Regions from separate parts of the Mus musculus genome. Here all the other regions are linked to region 3. Evidence: chromatin contacts called from public HiChIP or PLAC-seq and promoter capture Hi-C data. All regions are on one chromosome and are shown on one strand. Each heading gives the region's core, a stretch centred on a gene start, on an enhancer-like site or on the middle of the called end of the contact. The rest is flanking DNA. Distances are from core to core; before and after follow the strand shown. Region 1 overlaps Pigb (phosphatidylinositol glycan anchor biosynthesis, class B). Region 2 holds the start of Rsl24d1 (ribosomal L24 domain containing 1). Region 3 has its middle 16 kb from the start of Gm27204.

The links. Promoter capture Hi-C pulls out the DNA fragments that hold promoters and counts their contacts. HiChIP or PLAC-seq counts read pairs in DNA pulled down with a chosen protein or histone mark.
Region 1: a contact with region 3 is called in an H3K4me3 HiChIP or PLAC-seq map of neural tube, with 5 times the contacts expected there. The contact joins two enhancer-like sites. A contact is called at or near these places in 3 of 39 promoter capture datasets (the C10 cell line, the HPC-7 cell line and cranial neural crest), 4 of 484 Hi-C or Micro-C datasets (cortical neurons, liver and pancreatic cancer cells), 4 of 115 datasets of contacts at active chromatin or transcription factors (embryonic midbrain, embryonic stem cells, forebrain and 1 more) and 3 of 9 other capture datasets (adipose tissue, liver and pancreatic islet).
Region 2: a promoter capture Hi-C map of hippocampal neurons shows a contact between it and region 3, with 3 times the contacts expected there. The contact joins the promoter of Rsl24d1 here to the enhancer-like site in region 3. A contact is called at or near these places in 3 of 39 promoter capture datasets (the C10 cell line, cranial neural crest and hippocampal neurons), 4 of 115 datasets of contacts at active chromatin or transcription factors (embryonic midbrain, forebrain, neural tube and 1 more) and 1 of 9 other capture datasets (adipose tissue).

The regions. Positions count from the first base shown.
Region 1 is chr9:73,019,335-73,023,036 of GRCm38.p6, reverse strand. Pigb (phosphatidylinositol glycan anchor biosynthesis, class B) reads left to right here. Exons shown (of 12, transcript NM_018889.3): 8 at 551-762; 9 at 1,687-1,751. Among named protein-coding and RNA genes, the nearest start is that of Pigb, 19 kb to the left of the region's middle. Within about 2 kb of position 2,181, at least 13 of the 459 cell types and tissues checked have an H3K27ac peak or open chromatin away from gene starts, as enhancers often do.
Region 2 is chr9:73,111,692-73,115,551 of GRCm38.p6, reverse strand. Rsl24d1 (ribosomal L24 domain containing 1) reads right to left here and starts at 2,083. Exons shown (of 6, transcript NM_198609.2): 1 at 1,969-2,083; 2 at 551-664. The coding sequence starts at 2,049.
Region 3 is chr9:72,761,440-72,765,212 of GRCm38.p6, reverse strand. No RefSeq gene overlaps it. Among named protein-coding and RNA genes, the nearest start is that of Gm27204, 16 kb to the left of the region's middle. Within about 2 kb of position 1,957, at least 59 of the 459 cell types and tissues checked have an H3K27ac peak or open chromatin away from gene starts, as enhancers often do. A contact at or near this core is called in forebrain and hippocampal neurons, where this site is marked.

The DNA.
Region 1 (3,702 bases), core at 932-3,431, 260 kb before region 3:
CTCATAACTGCGGGCAATTCCAGGGAATCTGATCCCTTCTCGAAGAGCAATTAGGCATGAGGGCACGTGTTCAAGTGCACACACATACAATTAAAAGAAAAATCAATTTTAAAAAATTCTTTTCTAATTGGATATAAAACAAAAGTATGTGTGAATGATTATTCATAATTTGAGATTTAAACCTTAAAAAACTTAGCATTTTACAAATTAACACTATCAAGTACTTACAAAAACAAGTTATTAACTGGGGCAGTGGTGGCCCACGCCTTTAATCCCAGCACTTGGGAGGCAGAGGCATGTGGATCTCTGAGTTCAAGGCCAACCTCATGTACAGGACAGACCAACACCCTGTCTCCAAGAAAAAAGAAAGAGGGGGTGAGAGAAAAAAAGACAGTTATTAACCAGAACTCATGTCATTACGCAGACTTAGACTGCTGCCTGAGTTTTTAGATTAAATTCTTACTTAATGTTATGATTCTGTCAAATACTATAAAGTCCTAGATCAGTTTTTGACACTAACCCATTTTTCTTTCTCTTTCACTTGTGCCAGTGGACGCTGGTCCAATTAAATTTCTTGAAATTTAACGTGCTGCAGAACCTAGGGACGTTTTATGGCTCCCATCCATGGCACTGGTACCTCAGTCAAGGGTTCCCAGTTGTCCTGGGGACCCACTTACCTTTCTTCATTCACGGTTGCTTCCTAGCCCCAAGGAGGCTCCACATACTGCTGCTGACCGTGCTGTGGACACTGCTGGTATACAGGTAAGACTTTGTTCAGGCAGGTGAATGTTTAAATGTTACTAAGAGATTCTGAAACTATTGGGAAGTTGTTTCTTAGAATACAGCAGTAGAGATTATGTCAGGTGAACAAATGTGCTACTCAGGGGACTTAGACCTACTGCTACATCTGTCTAGTTGTGAGATTAAAATGTGGAACTGGTGGGATGGCTCAGCAGGTAGAGGCACCTACCACCACCCACCACCATGTCTGTGGCCCTGAGCAGTGTCACCACGATCCACACAGGAGGAGACGACTACTGATGGCCACAAGTTCTGGTCCTCTGACCTCCACGTGTGCACTGTGGTGTGAGCACCTCACCTGCCACACACACACACACACACACACACAAACATTTTAAAACATTTTAAAGGAATATATTCTTATTCTAAATTTGAGTAATATTACTTAGTTGAATACATAAATTTTTTTCTAAGTGTAATTGTACTTTATAATTTCACTCTGACATTATTTATTTATTTATTTATTTATTTATTTATTGGTTTTTCGAGACAGGGTTTCTCTGTATAGCCCTGGCTGTCCTGGAACTCACTTTGTAGACCAGGCTGACCTCGAACTCAGAAATCCACCTGCCTCTGTCTCCCGAGTGCTGGGATTAAAGGCGTGCGCCACCACACCCGGCTTCACTCTGACATTATTAGCACATCACCACACTCTATTTAAAAAGGAGTACAATTCCCAAGTCGGACTCATGGTATAACACCTGTAATGCCAGCAACATGGGCTTAAACACAAGTGTCTAGAGTTGGCTGGTAAAAAAGTTATCAGGAAAATAAAAGGAATTCAGTGTCAAATGCTTGACAAATAAACAGATCATATAGTTTAAATGCATTAATTTCTCAGACTAATATAAAATTAATGTTTTGTCTTAATATCTTTTATTACAGCATGTTGGGCCACAAAGAATTCAGGTTTATCTATCCAGTTTTACCATTCTGCATGGTGTTCTGTGGTAAGTATTTTTAATACAGAATACGTTTTAGAAAGAGTAGCTAAAAGAAGCCAGACTTGACAGCACTGCTGTAATCCCTGCCCCGGAGAGGAAAAGGCAGGAGGATCAACCACAAGTCAAGGGCAGCCTGGGCTTTGATAGCTAGATCCTGTCTCAAAACAGCAATAAAAGATTAAGAGACTGTCAATGCCCACGGAGCTATTTATTTCCAACTAGGCTCAATGAAAACTTTCCTAATTACAAACTATTACCATAGTGTTTCCTTTTTTGTAATCTAATGCTCTGTGGGTGTCTGTTGTCTGGTTATAGAGGCAGAGCTGACCTAGAGCAATCTATGCGGTCAGACCTGAACTCAAGGGCCATCGTCTTGCCTCAACCTTCCAAGTGCTGGCATTACAGATGTGAGCCACTCTGCCTAGCTCCTAAGTGGCCTTTTTCTGTATTACGTAAGATACAAGAATGATCACCAGACAGTCCACTCTTTTGCCAGGGGTAGGAGGTAAGACTGGCTGGCTGGCTGAAACACCCATGCAGGATTCTTACCATGTCATCAGGCTGGCCTTGAACTCCAGATTATCCTCTAAGCCCATCCCCAGCAGTGATAGGACAGCAGGCTTGCTGCACCGTGCAGCTTTCCATAGAACTGTTGAGGCTTTCCAAAACTCACCTCTAAGCCTTATTCTGTTCTTGTGACCTATTTTAACCTGTTTCATGTAAGTGTCACTGCCAGCCACATCTTAACCCTGCTCACTCACACTGACTGGACAGAGCACTGGAAGGGCTCTAGCTGTGTGGGCCAGACTAGCTGTACCTCAGCTCCGGAGCCTTCTCACTGCCCAGTGGGTTAGGTGGAGCTTCTTACACGGTGCTTTCAGGGTTCCAAGGCAAGAGTGGGAAGGTAGGAGGCCTGGGCCTCAAATCTGCAGTTCCTTCCACCAGTCTTTGGGTCACAGCAAATCAAAAGCCAGGTCAGATTCAAGAGGTGGTTAAAAAGCAAGGTTTTGTAGTCAGTCTCTAAGATTCCAGCCAGAACCCCTCAGTCCTCTAAGGCTAAGTCTGGATAACAGCATCCGGGTTCCTCACAGTGAATGCTGCATCTTGGTGTCTTATCTAATAGCCCGAGCAGAAACGCTGAGGTGCGCTGATGTACTGCCAACAAGAATCAGGTGGCATTGGCTTGCTCCCAGCCAGTAGAGCCCTTTGCTTCCCACTGAAGAGCATTTGTTCTGAGTTCCAACGTGTCTATCAACATTACTTATGCACCGCCTCAAGACGGATTCTGTGTTCTAAAGCCAACGGGCCAGGGAAAGTGGTACCTGTCTGCACGCCAGCACTCTAACAGCCGAGGCCAGAGAACTGCTGGTTAAGGACAGCCTGGGTTACATGCATGGCAAGAGCCTGTCTCAAGGGGGAAAAAAAATTGAAAACTCCAAAACAGCAGGTGTGGTGTAATCCTTGTAATCCTTGCACTTGGGAGGTAGAGACTGAAGAAACCAAAGTTCTAGAGCAGTCTAGTGAGACCTGGGAGGCATGAACTCTAGGCTCCAACTCAGGCCTGTGTGGCAAGACCTTTACCCCTGCCACCCCTCCCAGTCCTCTGCCCTGGAAGCAGCTGCTCAACCAGAAGATCTTGCTGTAAGTTGCCCAGGCTAGCCTTAAACTTGCGCCCCTCTTGCCTCCAACTCCCTACTAACTGGGGTCACTGAGATCACACACTACATAGTCTCCAGTTAATTTTGATGTCTGATGTTCACAATTCCACTATAAGGTCTTTCTTGGGGGATTTAGTATTTAGGTTGTGGTCAGTGAAAAATACGGCTTTGTTTCCTTACGAGAGCTGCAACCTAAACTTCCTGGTGCCTCTGCCTGTGCAGAGGTTAAGATACAGCGCAGCTTGCCCTTCCCCACTGGTTCTCCAGCTAAACTACCCCTTTGCTTTTCTCATGTAAAC
Region 2 (3,860 bases), core at 834-3,333, 350 kb before region 3:
CAACTTAAAACTTCTACCTCCAGCAAAGAACACCTGCGGCTTCTGTCACCTCCCTCTTCAGACACCAAGTACCCTTACCTCAGCCCTTGGCTTGCCCTAATACCAACACTTCTAGCTTTTGTTCTCCGACAGAGTCCTACCAAGGACACGCAGAAACCAGTACGTGTCTGTTACAAACCACACCTGAGCCCCAGTGCTACTCAGGGGCTCTTCAGCTCATCTCCCAACCTCCACCCAGCCCTGAAAGTCCAAGTTCCCACTTCATCCAACCCATTTACATGATTTTTCTTCTTCTTTGCCAAAGCCAAAAACAGTTTTGGGGAGAAGAGAGAGACACAGACAGGGACAGAGAAAGAGAGACAGAGAAGAAACAAAAGAAAAGAAAAAAGAACAAAAAATAAACAAACCAACTTTTACATACTAGGGTAGCAGTTTTTCACTTTTTAGAAGTCTACAGAACAATGGACTTTAGGATCGTGTGAGTATGAGAAATAAAGAAGCAGGCACACTGCGGGGCCCATGCTCAGGCCAGGCCACCACCCGCACTCACCACCGTGAGCTCCTTGCCAGCTGCTTTCCGGAAGGCTTTAGTCCACCTGACCTTGCGTGGGTTTCTCTTCTTCTTAAAGTTTTTATGACACTTGGATTTGCAGAATCGGAACACCTACAGGACACTCAAGTTAAAATACCGAGGAGCTGAAGAGTCAACAATAAAAATGTTTCTACATGCCCCCCCCGGCCCCCCCCAGCCAACCAAAAAGAAAAAGCAAACAAACAAAAAACTACTGTAAAGCAAAAAAAAAAAAGACACTCACATAAGAACTAAGGACAACACCTAGAATCACATGCGACATCAGAACAGAAGGACACTCAAGTGTTTGATGGGTGTCCGACATCATCTCTACCAGGCTAAGCACCCGGAAACCATCACTAATCACTTTAGAGAATAATACCTTACACTGGCCTTAAGTGAAGGAATAGTCTAAGAAAAAGCTCCTTAAAGACCTTCTCAGCCGGGCGTGGTGGCGCACGCCTTTAATCCCCAGCACTTGGGAGGCAGAGGCAGGCGGATTTCTGAGTTCGAGGCCAGCCTGGTCTACAAAGTGAGTCCCAGGACAGCCAGGGCTATGCAGAGAAACCCTGTCTCGGAAAAAAAAAACAAAAAAAAACAAAAAAACAAAACAAACAAACAAACAAAAAACAACAACAACAACAAAACGCTATCTGGAGCCTGGCAGTGGTGGCGCACGCCTTTAATCCCAGCTCTTGGGAGAGACAAGAGGCAGGCGGATTTCTGAGCCTGGTCTACAGAGTGAGTTCCAGGACAGCCAGAGCTATACAGAAAAACCAAACCCTGTCTCGAAAAACCAAAAATAATTAATAATGCAATTTCTGTGTGTCACTGGAAGCAACATAAAAAGTAAGCCTTTGAGGTTACTGGGCGCTAGCAAAGAAAGCTGAGTATGGTAACTAAAATGTGTGACCCGCTCAGAAACAGAAACCTAAACTAAGAAAGCCTGTGCATGCGGCACAAATCATAATGCTTTTGCTTACATACTTCATTCCGTGAGAACCTTCAAGAAGTGGGATAGTGAAGGCTGCCGAAGTAGCCAGTTAATCCCCCCCAAAGAACCCCCATGCTGTCTTTCTCCTAGCTCATCTCCAGCAACAATGCAAAAGTCTATAAGGCTCAGGCACCATGTCCATTAACCGCTACAGACAACCCCACCTCCCACTGTACGAGAGCATGAGCCTCCTTAAGCATTAATTCGACCGACTTCCTGACCCTGCGGCAAGCCGGGTGGCCTGCGGATGAGATGAGCGTCTGACAGCAACGAGGAGACCTCGCCGGCAGTGAACCGACGCCGGGTCCAGCCCAGGCCACTCCACGGCGTTCAGAACCCGGCGCGAGCAGAGCGCGCTCCAGTCCCCGAGCCGTCCGGAGCGTGCGGGCCACGGCCGCCTCACCTTGCAATCGTTGCGGACGAACATCATGCCGTGCCCCGGGTAGATCGGCCCGGAGCAGAAATAACACTTTTCGATCCTCATGTTGACCCCGCGTGGGACCCACCTTCGGGACGCGGAGCTGGAGAGGAAGTGGTACGTCACTTCCTAGTCGCCGGAAGCGAGTCCCTGACCCGACCCGGAAATGGTATCTTAGAATATGAATGAGCTGAAGGTAAAGGCACCACCTGACCCGCGTGTGCGCAGCAGCAGCAGCAGCAGCAGCAGCAGCAGCAGCAGCAGCAGCAGCAGCAGCGTCCCGCGCAGACGCAGAGGCTATAGACTGCATCTGGGAGTTTGACTTTTTGGTTCTGTGAGATCTACCGTACGGGCGCTTTGGAATTTTTCCCGGTATACTCATTCCATAGCGCTATTGCGGTGCTTGTGCTTTGCCACGGGCACGCTCCCCCACACCGGATTGTACCAAAGTCTGCTTTACTCCAGGCTTGTCTTCCCCAAAGGACTTGGCAGGAGTACACAACTAAAACCTTCCACCCGGGGCTGGTGAGATGGCTCAGTGGGTAAGAGCACCCAACTGCTCTTCTGAAGGTCTGAAGTTCAAATCCCAGCAACACATGGTGGCTCACAACCATCCCTAAAGAGATCTGACTCCCTCTTCTGGAGTGAATGAAGACAACTACAGTGTACTTACATATAATAAAACAAAATAAAATTAAAAAAAAAAAAAAAAACTTCCACCCTGGTCTTAGGAGAGCAACCTACTCAAAGTCAGGACAGCTTGGACGAGTTGGTTCTTTCCTCTCACCATGTGGGTCCAAGGGATGCTTAACTGATTTTGTATTTTGGCAGAGGGTCTCGTTTTGTGTAATCTGGAACTGGCTATGTAAACCAAGCTGGACTCGATCTAATAAGAGATCTCCCTACCTCTGCCTCCTTAGTACTGGGATTAAAGGGGTGTGCTACCAGGTGCTGGAGAGATGGCTCTAGGGTTAAGAGCACTGGTTGTTCTTCCAGAGGACCCAGATTTGATTCCCAGAACTCACATGACAGTTCACAACCATCTGTAACTCCAGTTCCAAGGGATCTGATGCCCTCTTCTGGCCTCCACAGGCACCGGGCATACATACACACAGTACACTGACATATATGTAACCAAACTTCCTACACATATAAAATAAATTTTAAAGGAGAGGGGCTGAAGTGATGAGCACTGCTCTTCCAGAGGACCTGGGTCCAGAGGACTTATAGGCAAAATACCAATGCACGTGAAAATAAAAATAAAATATTTTAAAGGGGAGGGGTGGGAGCTGGAGAGATGGCTCAGCGGTTAAGAGCACTGATTGCTCTTCCAAAGATCTGAGTTCAAGTCCCAGCAACCACATGGTGGCTCACAACCATCCCTAATGAGATCTGACACTCTCTTCTGGTGTGTCTGAAGACAGCTACAGTGTACTTACATATAATAATAATAAATAAATCTTTTTTTAAAAAAGGAGTGTACTACCATGCCTTGCTATTTTTTAAATCGTATTATTTTATGTGTTTTACTTGTTTAGTATGTGCACATTGTGTGTGCTGTGCCAGCCAATGTCAGAAGAGGGCATAGGATCCCGGGAACTGGAGATAGAGATAGGTGCGAGTCTCCATGTGGACCCTGGGACTGAACCCAAGTCCTCTGGAAGAGCAGCCAGTGCTCTTAGCCTCTGAGTCATCTCTCCAGTGCCTCGTTCTGTTTTTGAGGTCTCCGTCTCAATATACAGCACAGGGTTCCCTAGAAATCATGATCTGTGCTGATACTGTAGAGGTGTGCCACCATACTGGCTTGATATTTACCTGCTGATCGTATATTGAAATATTTAAAATATGGTCTGAGAGGCCAAACCTACTCCATCTTG
Region 3 (3,773 bases), core at 708-3,207:
GAGCTCGGCTGTGGGAAATGTTCTTTCTTCTATACCCAGGTGCTGCCAGGGTCAGCCCTGGCCTCTACCAGAGAGCAGTCACTCAAAGAGAACTTTTGTGGCTTATCCCTGACTGTCCCAATGGGCACATGGGCCTGGTTTATACCTGGCTCTTCAGAGGATACTGTGAACATCTGCAGTTATTGGGTAACTCTGTATTGGTCCCTGCAGATCTGTCCCATCACCCATCTCATCCATAACACAAGGGATGTGGACCCTCTGACCTCAGTGGTCCTTTGAGGCTCTGATGCAAGCCCTTAGTTCTGAGCGCCTACGCTGGTGTCTCTGAGGAGAGCAGAAACTTTTCCAGTCACATCTGTGCCTCCTTTGCATGCTAATCTTTTCCTTCCTGGAAATTTCATAATGGCTACAGATTACTATTTGGCAGAATCTTTCCGGCTGGGTTGAAGAATCCTTTACACGTCTTTTCTTTCCCATCTCCCCCTCCTTTCCTCAGGCCTCTCAGTGCATCCAAGGCCTTACCTCAGGGCTTCTCTAAGCTCTGGGTGGTCATCTGTGGTGGTCATGCTTGCCCTGCACTGTGACAGCCCTGAGAAGAAACCAGGAGGATTTTCTTTTATGTTCAGGTGCGTTTGTGCGGAGTGAGGTAGCACGTGGAGCTCAAGTCAGCCTCAGCTGCTGTTCCTCGGGTGACAGCCACCGCTAGAGATTAGGCTTCTGGGACACTGTGTGGTCCGTGACCCCCAGGATCTGATCATCTCTTCCTCCTCCAGCGCTGGTTTACAAGCGAGGGTTATCTCGGTTGTTTTTTTTTAATGTGGGTTCTGAGGGTTGAACTCCGGTCCTTGTACTCACAAAGCTCTGAGCTTTCTCCTCAGACCCCAGCCAAGGAAGAGTTTTGAATGCTGAAGAGGATGCTGTACACATCTAGATCAATGTCGAGGTTATGACAGCCCCTCTTTCCATATCGAGATTGTTTTTAGGACCAGGATTAACATGTTATTTACTACAATCTAGAGCTAGGTTATGTGAGACACTGTTTTCTCTAATCACTTTCATGTGGCTAGGGTATATACTTTATTTATTTATTTATTTTTGGTTCTTTCAAGACAGGGTTTCTCTGCGTAGCCCTGGCTGTCCTAGAACTTACTCTGTAGATCAGGCTGGCCTCGAACTCAGAAATCTGCCTGCCTCTGCCTCCCAAGTGCTGGGATTAAAGGCATGCGCCACCACGCCCGGTAAATTTATTTATTTTTATTTATATAAGTGCACTGTAGCTGTCTTCAGACACACACCAGAAGAGGGCATCAGATCTCATTACAGATGGTTGTGAGCCACCATGTGGTTGCTGGGAATTGAACTCAGGACCTCTGGAAGAGCAATTAGTGCTCTTAACCACTGAGCCATGTCTCCAGCCCTGGGTATACATTTATTTATGCAAACACTTAATTTATCACAAGAGGGAATGCATAAAAATTTTGAGCATATATTTTGTTTTCTCACAAGAAGCATTTGTCTCCCCTTCAGGAAGACACTCTGCAGTGAAGTCATTAACAGCTGCCTGTCCACCTATGTGTTCAGACCAAACTAATCCTGACTTTTCTTCTCAGCCTGTAAAGAACAACAGACATGTTGGGGCTCAGACTCTGAGTCTAGGCTAGTGTGCCCTGATGCTGTGTCCCCAGAGTCCTTCCTGGTAGGCAGTCAGAACAGAACAGCACGGGCAAGTGCTTTGCTGTATCTGCCACAGGGGAGTAATCATAAGAGAGAAAAGACAAAAATGTTTTAATTGCCTTGTAACTCTCCTTAGCTGTGAAACTGAAGTGGCCTTTACAGCTGCCCCCCCAGGGAGACTAAACACCAGCCAGGCCTATTTTGAATGGAGAGCCATAAAGTGCCATTGGTTAACAAGAGGAAAATCTGTAATCAGGGCTATTTATAGCTCCGGCCCCACAGGCACAAGGCCCAGAGCTCCTTACTGCACGGCTGTCAGCAGCTGCCATTGCCTGCAGTTGAGGGCCCAGCCTCCAGCAGAAGCTTGGATTGGAGGAAGCCTAGGTCTGTGGAATTCCAGTCAAACACACAGGTGTGTTTAGGAGGGTAGGGGTTGGGGAGTGGGCAGAGTCAGAAGCCAGAGGCTCCCCCAAGCTAGGCTATGAAGAGGATGGCTGACTGGCAGCGAATCCGCCATTACTTGTATTTCTCTTACCCACAAGTGCTTGGAATCTAGGATCTATACCACTGGAAAGATTTAAACATTTAAACATTAAAATTTTTTGTAGCTTTCTTCTGCCCAAATTAAGCATCTGTAGATTTCATAGTGCCCGGGACAGCTGTGATTGGTGGATCTACACACCTCGCTCTCCTCCACCCCTCGCTGCTTACCTACCCCTCTCCCTTCCTTCTTTCCTTGTGCTGTTTTGAGACAGGGTCTCACCATGGAGGCCTGGCTGGCTTGGGACTCACTGTGTAGATCAGGCTGGCCCCACACATGTGGTGATCCTCCTGCCTCTGGATGCTGGGGTCACACGTGTGCACTGCCTTACCTGGCTCTCCCTAGAGAGGCAGATTGAAACCTAAGCGGCACCCACAGGCCAGCTAGAGAGAGTGAGCAAGCGAGTGAAACAAACAGAGAAACTCATCCCAGGAGGAAGCAAAACGAGATCAGGGAACAGAAGACTTAGACCAGAGTCTGCAAACAGTGTCTTCAGTTGGCATCTTGTCCATAAAACAAGACAGGATGCTATATCATGGGGCTGGGAAGATGGCTTGCCAGTTAAAGGAGATTGTCACCGACTCTGACAAGCCAGGTTTATTCCTTGGAATCCACAGAATGGAAAGAGAAAAGTTGTCGTCTGAGCTTCACAGGCGTGCATGCGCATGCACACACGCGCATGCATGCACGCACGCACACGCATGCACACACACATCTTTTGAGAACATGAAAATAATAAATAGAAAAAGCTGGACATTAAAACAATTGCTGAGGCCGGGCGTGGTGGAGCACACCTTTAATCCCAGCACTTGGAAGGCAGAGGCAGGCGGATTTCTGAGTTCGAGGCCAGCCTGGTCTACAAAGTGAGTTCCAGGACAGCCAGGGCTATACAGAGAAACCCTGTCTCGAAAAACCAAAACAAAAAACAAAACAAGCAAACAAAACCAAAACAATAATTGCTGAAAGAAAACTTCAATCAAAGAGAAAGAAAATCTCCCAGATGGTAAAATTTTAAAAAACAAAAATCCCATAAGTGAGGCTTGGTGCCACACGCCTTCAATCCCAACCTTCAAAGGGTGAGGCAGAGGCAGGCAGATCTTTGCAAGTTGAGACCAGCCTGGTCTATATAACAAGTTCTTGGAGAGCCAGGAGTAGAGGCTCTGTCTCAAAAAAAACTAAAGTTCAATAAAGAAATAAATACCACATAAAAATGAAGAGATCGAGAACTAATTGAAAAGGTCAAAGTGTTCCAGAAAGAACCATGAACAGGCAAGAGAGAAAACGATGAAAGGAAAAAAATTCTAATGTTGAACAGCATACGCCAATGAGCAACGTCATAGGTAACAAAACCTACTTGGGCTACGCACATGGTTTACTTGCCTGGCTTGTGAGAGGTTCCGGGTTCAATCCCTAGCAATTCATACTTACACACAGAATGCCTTGCACACTTAGAAAATGGACTAGGTATAGTGACACACGCCTTTAATTCCAGAGCTCAGGAGGCAGAGGCAGGCAGATTTCTGAGTTTGAAGCCTGTCTGGTCTACAGAGCGAGTTCC